Regions from separate parts of the Mus musculus genome. Here all the other regions are linked to region 2. A link is a contact called in public HiChIP or PLAC-seq data. All regions are on one chromosome and are shown on one strand. Each heading gives the region's core, a stretch centred on a gene start, on an enhancer-like site or on the middle of the called end of the contact. The rest is flanking DNA. Distances are from core to core; before and after follow the strand shown.

Region 1 (3,925 bases), core at 1,394-3,893, 120 kb before region 2:
AGTCTGATGACAGATTAGCTGGGCAGGAAGTAGAAGGTGGGACTTCCTGGGACTGAGAAAGGAACTCTGGGAAGAAGGAGGAAAGCTTTTAGCCAGGAGATAGGAGAGGAGATGGATGGCCCTGGAAGGTTCAGCCAGCCTTGTGGCTGGATGAGGCTAGGTGTTTGGGTTGACTTAGATGAACTATTTGAGAGTCTGCCCAGCTAAGGCCTAAGGCTTTGAAGTATTAAAAGGTCTCTGTGGGGTTATTTGTGAAAATGTTCGTTAAGGAATAATTGCCACCATATTCATTTCAGCATTAATATATACAGAAAGTAATAATTTAGTCTACAGAAGTAACTCTCTGTGAGTGGGCCTCACCCCATTTCCAGTTTGCTCTTTCTGTGATCTCTCAGCTTCCTGCTCCTCTAAACATGCCTGCCCTTGCTGCTGCGTACTCTTCTACTACCAGGACGGACTCTTATCCCTCTGTAACTATAAACCCCGGTAAACTCTTCCATAAATTGCTTTTGGTTGTGGTGTTTCACTAAAGAACAGAAAAGTAACTAATATTGACATAAAGGAAATAGTTTGATCCCAAGCATAAATGCTGGCAATTTAAAGCAGGTTCAAGGGTTGAAGAGGGTTTTAGAGGAGCTATCCCATCAACAAAGCAGATTGGTCTGTGGAGAGAATAAGGTAGCCTAGGAAGGGGAATGAGGCTAGAAAGCCATGTAGGTTACAGTGATGGGACTCTTCAATATTGTGCAACCGTGAGCAGCAAACAGTAACATGTAGGATGGAGAATCATAAAAATTGTATTTCAGAATTTCAGGAATTATCAGAAGAATGAAAGATGAACTAAAAAACAGAACCACTAAACTCTGTCCTTTTCTATAAGAATAATTACTAAGACAATCAATCCCTTAAAACAAGTAAAGTAGGAGACAAAGTCCGGGGAACCTTGCAGGGAGAATATATGCAGAGTGCAATCATCATGCAAATGGGAGGAAAGAGGGTATTCAAGAGCATGCAAGGGAATTCTAGAACACTGATGCCACTAGTAAGCTAATGACCAGGGCAGGTAGACCAGACTGTGGGGAGGGGGCTGGTAATGGTCAGGGTTTTCTCACGAACATATACTGTAGTGCTTGAGAGTAGATCATCGGTAAGTCCGTGACCAGCAAGAAAAGGCAAAAGTGGGAAAGGCCTGTGAAAAGAAAAGAAATCCATCAAATGTAGCAGTGTATTTATAAGGAAGGATTGAGGAACTGGGCGGTTTTCATTATGAGACCTCCCGAGAGTCCCCGGCGGCAGAGAGCCCCCGGCGGCAGAGAGCCCAACAGGAGCTTCTCCAGGATGGAAACAGAAGGAAAGTGGAAGCCTCATCTAAGTGACTGCAGGGAGCTGTTTGCCTCATTTTGAACACAGAAAAGATGTGAGATTTGCCTTCTTGAGGCTTTGATCTGTTATGTGAATGTAATTGGTTGAAACTTGTCTGTTGTAACATGAGCTAGTTGGACCCTACATTACGGTAAATCCCTGACCATCTAATTAAAATGCAAGGTAAAATCCTGACCATCTAATCAAAATGCAAGACAATCTTGAGTTCAATGGATTTCTGATTATTTGGTTCAATAGTGAAGATATGTAAGAGGCTACACCTATCCATAAATTAATCTCCAGTGCCACTAGAAATGTCCTAGGCAGAAAGGCAGAAGTCCAGAGTCCACAAGGCCAGCCCTGGAGTGTTCAATGCTTACCCAAAGTGCTGAAACAGTAGGTGCATCTTCCCTGACCTGATTTGTGCTGCCCACCTCAGTGAAGAGCCCTGGGGAGCAGACATTTGTGGAAGCTCAGAATTCCACCTACCTCTGACACATAACTTCTTGGTTCTTTCTAAAGCCACTTTCTGCCAGACTTTTTCTTTATACAGACCACATTTTGTCATTTATTAAAAGTATAATCTTTATTTTTGACTATTTTAAAGCATACTGTCATCTGTAGGAAATGAAAATAAAAACAGAATAATGATGTTCCCAATAACAATAAGAGGCACTGGAGAATACGGAGAATCAGGTATCCAAACTGCAACTTCCTTGCAGCCTATTTTTTCCCCTTTCATCATTGAAGAGAGAGGTGAAATGATCAGAGAAGGTGAAGTACTTATGTGAGTAGGTTACAGGCAGATGGGAAGGCAAATCAGAGAAGAAGGGGGCGGGGTCAGAGGAGCAGGCAGAGCCAAGTGTGCCAATCAAAGAGCAAAGAGCAAATTCATAGGAAGCTGTGGAGGAAGAAGGCTGAAGGAGAAGGAATAGGGGAGATTCTCATTATTAAAGATAAGCAAGTGACAGGGACACTTCTTCAACAACAGACTCCATTTATGTGCATCTACTCTGCAAACCTGGAGTTTGGTGACGGTTGGGACCTGTGGTTCTTTTTAAATGGCACCTGAGTTTAGACAAGGTGTATCTTTGGTTACACCTCCAGACCTTTCTACTAGAAAAGTCCTAGCCCTTCTTGTGGGGGAAGTAGGTTGCCTGGACACCCATCTGCTCCTCCTTTTCTGTCTTCTTTAATTTCACCAGGCTATGGAATGTGAGCTGCAGTTTCTGAACACATGAAAGGAAGTGGTGACCAAAAGAGGGATAGCTTGATTGTTACTCTGATGAGAGTGCAATTTTTATAATGCAAAGAGCTGCAATAGGCATTTGAAAGCGTCGTGTGACCTTCTCTCTGACGCATAGGACAATATAATTAACTTGCTTAGCAGCCTGGCTTCCCCTGGAAAAGATTTAGAACTCTGGTCTAGGGGCATATTTTTAGTCCTTGGAATAGACAGTTGTTATTTTCCATGAGAATTGCAAGCATCTTTATGTTTATTTTAAGCTGTCTATTCTATGAATCCATAATTCTTTAAGTATTAGTTATGGCTTATCTGGGACTTAAGAGGAGGAAAGAGGCTAGTACTCCAAAGTGTGTTAAATAATGTAAGGTGCAAGCTCCAGCCGGGGAAAGAAATTGTAAAGCTAAAGAATTCAATTTAGTTTTCAACTCCCTCTGGGCTATGTAACCTTCCAGGGCCTTTGAGGAATGCTTTCGAACTCCTGCAGGGTTCAACCAAAATAATTTTTTCAACACTGTATGAATTAAGTGGAGATGGGGTCCTCAGGATTCCATAGACTGTTCATGGCTATGCAGTAGTTCCCCCCAGGAAATATCATCTTGTTCCTCCTTGAAATGAATGCTCTCAACCTGCCAGAGAATTCCCAAAGAAGCCACTTTACCTCAGCCTAGTCCCTTAATAGAGTCCCACTGAGCCATTGTCCATTATCATGGGAGCTTAAAATCTTAAGCTCTTTTAAATTTTTCTGTGCAGACTTCCTCCAAGATGCCTTAAATGACCTAGATGCTAATGCCACATTCTGACTTCAGTTGGTTATCTGGGGAAATCCCAGCACAGCAAACTGAGGACAAATAAGAAATTCATTCAGACAGTGGTCTGGAAAGTGAGGAGAAACTGTTCCGCCCGTGGGGTTGGCACAGCAGTTTGGCATCTGCACTCTGAGCCCAGCTAAATTGCTCTGCCGCTAAAAGATGCCTAATGGCATGCCCAGAAGTGGAACAAACACAGTCCTGTGCTCCTGTGTTTTGGATGCAGCTGTAAACATCACTCTGTAGAAGAACTAAAAATATTTTCAAAGTAATGGTAACTCCTTGCTCGCAAGCACAAACCCGTGACCCATAATAAATAACCTATATTACTGTCATAATTCTGCCACAGCTGTGTGCAACATACCAACTATGTTCATGATCGTTACCTTACTCAGGCCTGAGAAGCAGCCCATGAGGGCAGGTGCTTGGCCTCTGCTTCACAATGGAGGTATCCAAAGTCGGTATCAGAAGGTAACGCTGGGTTTGATACCAACGGCTTCCTATTCTGACT
Region 2 (4,253 bases), core at 301-2,800:
AAGGCTAAAGGGGCTTAGAAAACAAAAGATTGATTATTTGACAGTCGAAGAGGCCACTCAGTAGATGAACAAGTGTTTGTGGAGGAGTGCAGGCGAAAGGGTCCTGGGGGTGGGGGGCACCATGTGTCTCCTCTTGGGACAGAGTTCCTTGAATGGTACTGAAAGTGATGGGGTGGGAGACGAATGCAGTACAGTCTACTTTTTCATTGTGTTTGTGGCCTGACACAAATTCAATGAACAGAAAAAGCTCTGGGAAAAAACAAAAAACAAAACAAACAAACAAACAAAAACAGCGATCAGAGTGTAGTGTCATAAAACAAGGAATCATATCTGCTGATTGCAGAATCAGGAACAACAAAATTGCTGTGTTCTCAAAAAAGAATAGAAAAAAAAAATCCCGGTTCAGGACTTTTGTTTATTGCCATCTTGTAAAAGATTTCTTAAGCATTAACTTTTCTCTTCTGACATATAATTTCAGGGGGTCACTAAAGGGTCAAATAAGCAAGAGATACAGGAAAACTCTAATGTACCTCCCCAGGCATATACTAAAATTTAATGTAACTGATGGGTACTAAGCATTTTGCTTGAGTTTCCTGCTAGTGTGAAAGTGCTTGACTTTGGGATGGGGGAAACAAAGTCCGTAGATTTACTTGATAACTCCTTTGGGATAATTTAACCTCTTTGAGTCTCATTAGCTTATCTAAAACGTGGATAATATTCATCTCACAAGATTGTCGGGAAACAAAGATAGCCTGTGTCAACAGTACAGCATAGGGCACTGCTGATCTTCAGCGAATAGTGGACAGTGCCTGTAAATGGCAAGGACAGCAGGCAAAACAGTGCAGACGACACTTTAAAAAGGTGGAAGTGCCAGTGTGTCACTACAGACAGAAGCTCTATGGGTACTTAAGGGAAAGAAGTGTCATACTTGTTAGGAGCTGAGAAGAGGCTTAGGGCGGGGGGGGGCGGGGGGGGGTCAGGGATATCCCTCTTTCCACGTCCCAGGTCCACTCCACCCCACCCGAGTGTCAAAAGGGTCTCCTGCGTCTTCCCTGCCAGATTAGAAGCACAGACCCTGTAGCCCGGCCGGATGTATCCCCAGATCCTTTGGCTGAGATTCTACATCAGGTTATCCACAGGGACCTACGACCCATTCACTCTTTCAGAGCCAAATTCAAGCGGAGCCGGCAAGGTCGGGGGTCTTAGCAACGGACTTCTAAGTTCCCACCCCTCTTCCCTCCACGCGTAGCTCATCAGCCTAGAGGATCTCCGGGGAGGGCACAACACCAAGGCCGGGGACTGCGGCGGAGCTCGGTCAGAGCACATCCCCGCCGTCCCGCTCCCCCCTCCTTACTCCCCACTCCAGCCCTCGAGCCCCTGGAACCCAGCGGCCGGCGTTCGCGTGCTCGCACATCGATTGGCACTGCCTCGCTACTCCGGCTCCAGGCGCGGCGAAATCCGCCCGAGCTCGGCCGAGTCCAGGGAAGCGCGGGGCGGGAACCAAGACAGGCGGGCCAGGGGATTGCCGAGTGCACGGATGAGCGCCGGTGCCGGCTCGCGCTCAGTCTGGCGGGTGGCGGCGCCGGCTGGTTGTGCGGCGCGAGGCCGGAGCCCCGCAGTTGCCGGCCCTGTCGCCTGCGGCTGGCGCGCGCGCTGCGCGTCCCTGCCCCCGGGAAGGCCGGCCCGCTAGGGGCTCGCGCGACCGACGCAGGGCCGGCGGGAGGGAGCGCGCGCGGGCGGCCCCGCCCCTCCCCCTCCGCCGCCGCGGAGCGCGCAGGGAGCAGCCAGGGGCTCGGCGGCGGCGGCGTCTGGCCCCAGCTCCTCCTCCTCCATCTCCTCGCTCCCTCCATCTGCCGTGGGTATGGCCCGTCGCTGGAGCACAAAAGAGTCTCAGCGGCGGGGGTCGGCGTGGCTCTTGCTTTTCCTCGCTGGGGTGTACGGTAAGTGTCCACCTCCCTGCGCCCCTCTGACCGAACAAAGCTGGGGCGACCCCGGGGGCCCCCCGGGCCTCCAGGACGGGCTGTGCTTGGGCGACCCGGGGAGACCTGGGTTGCCGACGGGACAAAGACCCACGCGGGATGGTGCGGGGAGGGTTGTCTGCCCGCGGGGATGCTGGGGTCCTCTGGCCGCCGCCGATCCTTCGGAGCGATGGAGGCGGGCCGGTCCGAGCCAGGGGTCCCTGCGGAGCGACGGCGTGCGGGAAAACTCCCCAGCCCGGCGCGAGGCCCCCGGCGGCTCGCTCCTCTAGCGCTCGCTGCCGGCTGTACAGTCCTCGCGCACAAAGATGTGACCGTGAGACTACGAAGGGGAGGTCGCCTCCGGGACGGTCCTGTCCCAGATCCTTCCCGAGGCAGGAAGTTCTCTTCTCAGTGAAATTGCTGTCGTGCCCATCTCTCTTAGTCCCCATTCCCTCCAAAAGCACCCCGATTGCTTCCTTCCCACCCCTCCACCTCTGCGCCTGGGGCTCTGTGGGTCTCGGGCGTGTAGGATCTCGTTCCCCAGTAGCTGCACTGGAGAGAAGGCCAGAAAATAGTTTCCAGCCCCACCTCAGTCTTTCTCTATTGGGACGTACAAGTCTGCCTTGACTCCCAGTTCACTTATCATTTCATCTGTGCCCTCTGATGCTGTTGTGACTCTTGCCTCATTCCGGTCTGCGATCTGGTTAGGGACACTACTTTACGGATTGCAGTCTGATTGTGTGTCACGACCGTGCTTTGTATGAACTAGAACTAAAGGAAATTAAGAGGACTGCTCACCACTGAGACCTCAGCTTGGGCTCTGACTTCACCATTCTTAGTTCTCATGAGTTAACTCCTTGAATGGATATTGCAGAGAACACAATTAACATTTCCATTTTGGAGTAATGGTTTGATTTCTCCAGAAAAACAAACAGAAGCTACGGGGGGGGGGGCGGGTATTTTTACTTATAAAAAGTCCACTTCATTTGCCACAAATACTAATTCAGTAGTATAGTGGCGGTGGTTTCTGTAGCATATAATTCCCCAGCATATGGTAGCACCTCTTTTGAAAGTATTTGTCTTTAATCCCAGCACTTGGGAGGCAGAGGCAGAGGCAGGCGGATTTCTGAGTTCGAGGCCAGCCTGGTCTACAGAGTGAGTTCTGGGACAGCCAGCCAGGGCTATACAGAGAAACCCTATCTCGAAAGTATTTATCTGTGGAATTAAATATGATGGTAACTTTCAAACCTTGAGAATTCTCATTATATGAAAAATATAATGAATGTAAATTGGCATTTCATGATGGCTAAGAAATAGTAATATTTTCAGTGTAGTTCACACGTGGTGTGTTATTTTGTTCTGATCAGGTGATGGGCTTATCCACATTTGATGTAGTAACTGTCAGTGATGTGTTTGTGTGGGACCTGACTGTTCACCGTTAGTGCCATCCCTGCTTGGCTGATGACCTGTGGGTTTGGGTCTACACCAGAGATCAATAAGCTATTATGTTGTTTGTTTTCTAGCCTGGAGGTGAGTAAGTCCTGCTCTAGGTTTGGTATAATGGCCCAGGAGAAAGGAGAGTGAGAGGACTCTTTAATCTAGGGTGATTAGGAATGTCCAGTTGTGTATGCTCTGCACTGTTATCAGAATTGAGTTTATGTGATGTCTGATCAGACTAAATAAATAAGTTGAGTCTTCAGGAAAACTCATGCCATTGGTGTTTGAAATAAAGATCCTTTGCCTTCAGAGATAAAGAGGCTGTAAAGCAGTATTGGTCCTGATGTATTCATTTATAATACACAGTGGACTTCTGGTAGGTACTTTACAAAGGTGTTTGTGTTCAGTGAGGAATTGAAGTCAAAGGCCAAAACTCCTTTTTCCACCATTGTGGGATCACGGTTATAAAGCTGTCAGGTGATAATTCCAAAGGTTGATGTCTCCAACCACTTGAGTTTCAAATGATAAGGAAATAAGAGGCAGTGAGATGGGCAAAATATTGAACTGTACTGACAGAGCTAAAAGAAACTCTTCGTCCTGAAGCCAGGGACATTCTCTGTACAGCTGTGCACGAGTGTGCACGAGTGTGTGTTGGGTGGGAGTGGGAGGGGGTGTGCTCGAGTGCGTGCACACCCGGGTGTTTCTGTTTCCTCACCCAGATTTGGGTTTATATTATTAGGAAAAGAAAAACAAATAACTGTAGCAATAGCTAAACTGTACTGGAATAGGAATAGTAGAGTTTGTGTGGTCTGTGTTAAAGTTGTCATGTATAGTGGATATACCCTGACAGAACCATTT
Region 3 (3,891 bases), core at 1,100-3,599, 75 kb before region 2:
TCACTACGATAGGCATAGCAACAAGAAATGAGGAGAGAACAACTGGGTTTGGCTGAAGGTGATGAGTTTTGCCTTGGGCAATGCAGGTTTTGAAGGGAGAAGAATAACTACATTTTGATAAATGTCTTTATTTTTATTCAGTTCCACACAAGAGTTTAGTAAGTTATATAACAAAAGTTAAAGTACTAAACATCCATCAAAACACATTGTTTTGCTCGCACTTTAAGAAATGAAATAAGAGTTCTATAAAACAATTCCACTCAAAAGGACAGTTTTCATAAAGGACGCTTGCTATGGTTTGGGTAAGAGAACTCCGTAGATTCACATGTTAAAAGTTTGATCCTCGGCCTATTAGAGCATAATGTTCAGTTAGAAAGTCATCAGCCTTTAGCAGGTGTGGTCTAGTTAGAGGAAACCAAATCTTTATAGTCACCTCCTTCCTGTATCTTTCTGTTTCCTGGTCACCATGTGGTAAACTGACTCCCCCCTCCATGAGTTCATCTCTAGAATTCTGCTTTACTCTGGTCCCAAGAGCAACAGGCCAGCTGACCACAAGCTAAAACCCCCATGTCTGAGAGCCAAAATAAACCTTTACTCTGTATAAATTGATTTCCTCAAGAACTTTAGCACAGTAATGGAATTTGACCTCTTCTGAGCAAAATGTACCCTTCCTTCCCCTTTTCTTAAGGTCCACAGCATGGTATGTCCACCCCAGGATACGCCCTTGAAGAGTCAATAGAAACAAGACATTTCAGGCTTAAAATCTTACCACTCTATACATTGTGACAGTTGTGACAACTTAAATTGATGGATTAAAAACAGTACATATCTGCTCTGCTAGGCATTTCCATCTCACCCAGATCATCTGAGGACTTGGCATGCAATGATTTGGCAGGAATTTCACATATTAATTCATTCTGGAGCCAACAGGATACTATCTATTTCATCTATCAGCAGCACATGTGGTTTTAACCATGGTCTAGAAATAGGTTAAGAAATTCCCTTATGAAACCAATGTATCAGGATACTGCTTCTCAATTCTTGTTTTTCTCCAACTGTAATGATGCCTTTAGTCAGATTTTGGTGAAAGGGTCCCATTGGCCTGAGCACATGTTGACTCACTAATTTCTTATTTTGTCAGTAAGTCAGCTGATATGGAAATATTGCTGTTATATGTAAAAAATATACTGGAAAAATGCCAAGAATTTCTGAGAACCATCTCTCTTTCACAAGAGCATGTACACACACACATACACATATGCACACACACACACAATGAGAGAGAGATGGAGAGACACACTGATAGAGACAGAGACAGAGAAAGACAGAGATAGAGAGAATTAAATGTTGATTTTTGACTTTGTTTTTTCATTGATTACTTGTATGTCTGTGTGTCTATGACATGCATATCAGAGAGAAAAGATACTTAATTTCCAATGAAATAAGAGATAGTAAGGGTGAGAGAGAGAGAGAGCAAGAGAGAGAGAGAGAGAGAGAGAGAGAGAGAGAGAGAATCAACCACAAAGGTGACTTTTGGCTCTAATGTTGAGAGCGGTTCAGTTAGGAGGTAGTGTAAGACTCTGGCAAGCCTTAGTTTACTGGGGACTCCCTAATGAAGGACTCAGAGCCAGGAATCGATGCAAAAAGCAAGAGGAATTTATTGTTCCAACATGTTGGGGTCACCCTGCGTACGGAGAGAGAACAACCACGCGCAGCCCATTCGGTGAGCCTTTATACAGTTCTCCAGGCAGCAGCCATTAGGCACAATGTGATTGGCAGAACAGTGTGACTTTTAAACTGATTGGTCTTTAGGGAATGAGGTAGGTGGCTACAAGCTCTGGGCCTCCCCTACCCGCAGATGGTTTGTCTCTCCTTCAGGTGCTCTGAGGAATGTAATTAGCCCCACCCTTCCGGAGGGGAAGGGTGCCTATGACCTTTCTCTTCTAGGAGGGGAGAGGTCCTGTGGAATTTTCTAAAGTTCCTGAGCTGACCTCTTCACACAATTAATAATCGAAGACATGCCAGGTGATGACATGGGAAAGGAAGAGAAAGATGCCTCGGTGTGCACTGATAAACTAACCCGCAAACTGCCCTGAGGAGACCTCAACATACACTGAAAAGTTAACAGATACTATGTATCATTTTAAGTTTATATTTTATTAAGTTGCTGCATTAGCATGCGCAGAAATAGATTTCATTGTAGCATCTTATGACTATCATTAGACGGCTCTTATTTCTTCTTCTTCTCCACTGTTCTCACCACCCCCACCCCACACCTCTGTCCTTGTCCCTGTCGCTGCACCTCACAGCCCCTGCCCTCGGCTCTCTCCTTTCCCTTTGTTAGTCTCCTTAACAAGCAGCTGTCTCAGCTAATGGTAGCAGTCCAGCTTCCGTCACTTGTGCGTGGCCAGCTGGCTGCATTCGAATGAGAGACATTCTGAGCTATAATCAATCAAGCTGTGTATGTGTCTGTGACAAAATTTCGGCATATTCAGTACAGTCTGCTGAAGCTGTAACCTTGTTCACTAGGTAGCATTTAGGAAGAGCACTGCGTTATTAAACCCACAAAATAGACCAAAGAAGAGGCTCTTTGAACAATGCCCTGCCCTCAGCAACAATCAGGCAGGGCTTTGACCTTGAAACTGCACAGCACAAGACACTACTCAGGAAAGGCCAGCAGCCTCCACCTCACTTCTATTTCCTGTTGTACCCATTTTCTGGGATAGAACTTCTGGGAACCTCTGTTGGTTTGAAGGGCTGCCAATTAGCAAATCATCACTCGCTCAATTACACTTTTAAATACGACTTGCCTAAAGTTTCTTCTTACAGCTTTAGTATCTTAAGTGTTACGGCTATCTCAAGTAAACTAACTGAACTAATTGTGTGATAAACTTTAGTTCCACTATTGTGGCAGTTTGCTTGGCTCTTTTGAGTTTGACCAGTGTCGCATTTGGCCTCATTGGAGGAATCTGATGAGCAGGAAGCCTCCCCCTTGAGGGGTGAGCATACTTACCCACCCCAATCTGCACTGATGGAAGCCAGCTCAGACTTTCGCTATCAGAAAAAGTAGTTCACTTCGGTTGCAGCAGCTGAGCGGGAAGTCGCTTAAGCCTAAAGCTGTTGCTCAGCCTCTTCTCTCGTAGCCCTGTGGGAGTGCTTGCCTTGGAATGGTGTTAACACGGAGGAAAGGAGCTTAGAGAGTGGGAGAAAGGCTTCCTGGTGGCATCGTTTGTTCTACAGATCAAATCATGCCTCAAGCCCAACTACCTCTGCACTTGTTTGCAGTGGGAAAAGATCTTCATTAACTCAGACGTTTGCAGAAAACAGTGAGCATCAGAAAAAGAAGGGGAAAAAATGTATCGTAAATACATGATAAATATTTAAAGAATGAAAAAATCTCCTCATAAAAAGCAAAGTTGCCAGTTCTACAGACTGTTTAAGATTCTTTCCGTTGTTTTGAAGTGTACTATTAAATATAAACCGTCTCTTGCAAGATCAGAACTACAAAAGACCCAGACGTCAGAACCTGAAAAGGTGCCAGATGCTGGAGCCTTCAAAAGAAACAGAAGTGGCTAATGATTAAATGGAGGTCTGCTGTCACGGTCCTTGGTCTTTCCAAGTGGCTGTGTCTCAGCATCCCCCATCGTTTTATCCACCAAGAAAGATCACAGCTAATCAATTTCTCCCCAAGAACCCTACTATGTTTACTAGTACAGATACAAGACTTTTTTTTTTCAACTTTGAGTTTCTTGTTTATAATTTTTCTTGATCCTCAATTGATTAATCTATGCTGCCTCCTGGTAACATCCATTTAGAATATTAAAAAGTAAAGTAATTCATAAGAAATGTGAGCTTTTATGGTACCTGTATTTAGCAAGTGCTCAAAAAATA

Evidence for each region. HiChIP or PLAC-seq counts read pairs in DNA pulled down with a chosen protein or histone mark.
Region 1: a contact with region 2 is called in an H3K4me3 HiChIP or PLAC-seq map of bone marrow-derived macrophages, with 4 times the contacts expected there. The contact joins the enhancer-like site here to the promoter of Lrp12 in region 2. A contact is called at or near these places in 1 of 39 promoter capture datasets (liver), 1 of 15 datasets of contacts at CTCF or cohesin (the NIH/3T3 cell line), 3 of 484 Hi-C or Micro-C datasets (cortical neurons and nephron progenitors), 8 of 115 datasets of contacts at active chromatin or transcription factors (the 230-238 cell line, the SCID.adh cell line, bone marrow-derived macrophages and 2 more) and 1 of 9 other capture datasets (adipose tissue).
Region 3: an H3K27ac HiChIP or PLAC-seq map of embryonic stem cells shows a contact between it and region 2, with 9 read pairs. The contact joins the enhancer-like site here to the promoter of Lrp12 in region 2. A contact is called at or near these places in 1 of 15 datasets of contacts at CTCF or cohesin (CD8 T cells), 12 of 484 Hi-C or Micro-C datasets (ECoMG-derived neutrophils, the HL-1 cell line, the P5424 cell line and 7 more), 9 of 115 datasets of contacts at active chromatin or transcription factors (the 230-238 cell line, bone marrow-derived dendritic cells, bone marrow-derived macrophages and 2 more) and 1 of 9 other capture datasets (adipose tissue).

What each region holds. Positions count from the first base shown.
Region 1 is chr15:40,066,514-40,070,438 of GRCm38.p6, reverse strand. All of the region lies in intron 2 of Gm33251 (predicted gene, 33251), which reads right to left. Among named protein-coding and RNA genes, the nearest start is that of Gm33251, 23 kb to the right of the region's middle. Within about 2 kb of position 2,643, at least 14 of the 459 cell types and tissues checked have an H3K27ac peak or open chromatin away from gene starts, as enhancers often do. A contact at or near this core is called in bone marrow-derived macrophages, where this site is marked.
Region 2 is chr15:39,941,291-39,945,543 of GRCm38.p6, reverse strand. Lrp12 (low density lipoprotein-related protein 12) reads left to right here and starts at 1,550. Exons shown (of 7, transcript NM_172814.4): 1 at 1,550-1,940. The coding sequence starts at 1,862.
Region 3 is chr15:40,017,434-40,021,324 of GRCm38.p6, reverse strand. No RefSeq gene overlaps it. Among named protein-coding and RNA genes, the nearest start is that of Gm33251, 26 kb to the left of the region's middle. Within about 2 kb of position 2,349, at least 36 of the 459 cell types and tissues checked have an H3K27ac peak or open chromatin away from gene starts, as enhancers often do. A contact at or near this core is called in embryonic stem cells, where this site is marked.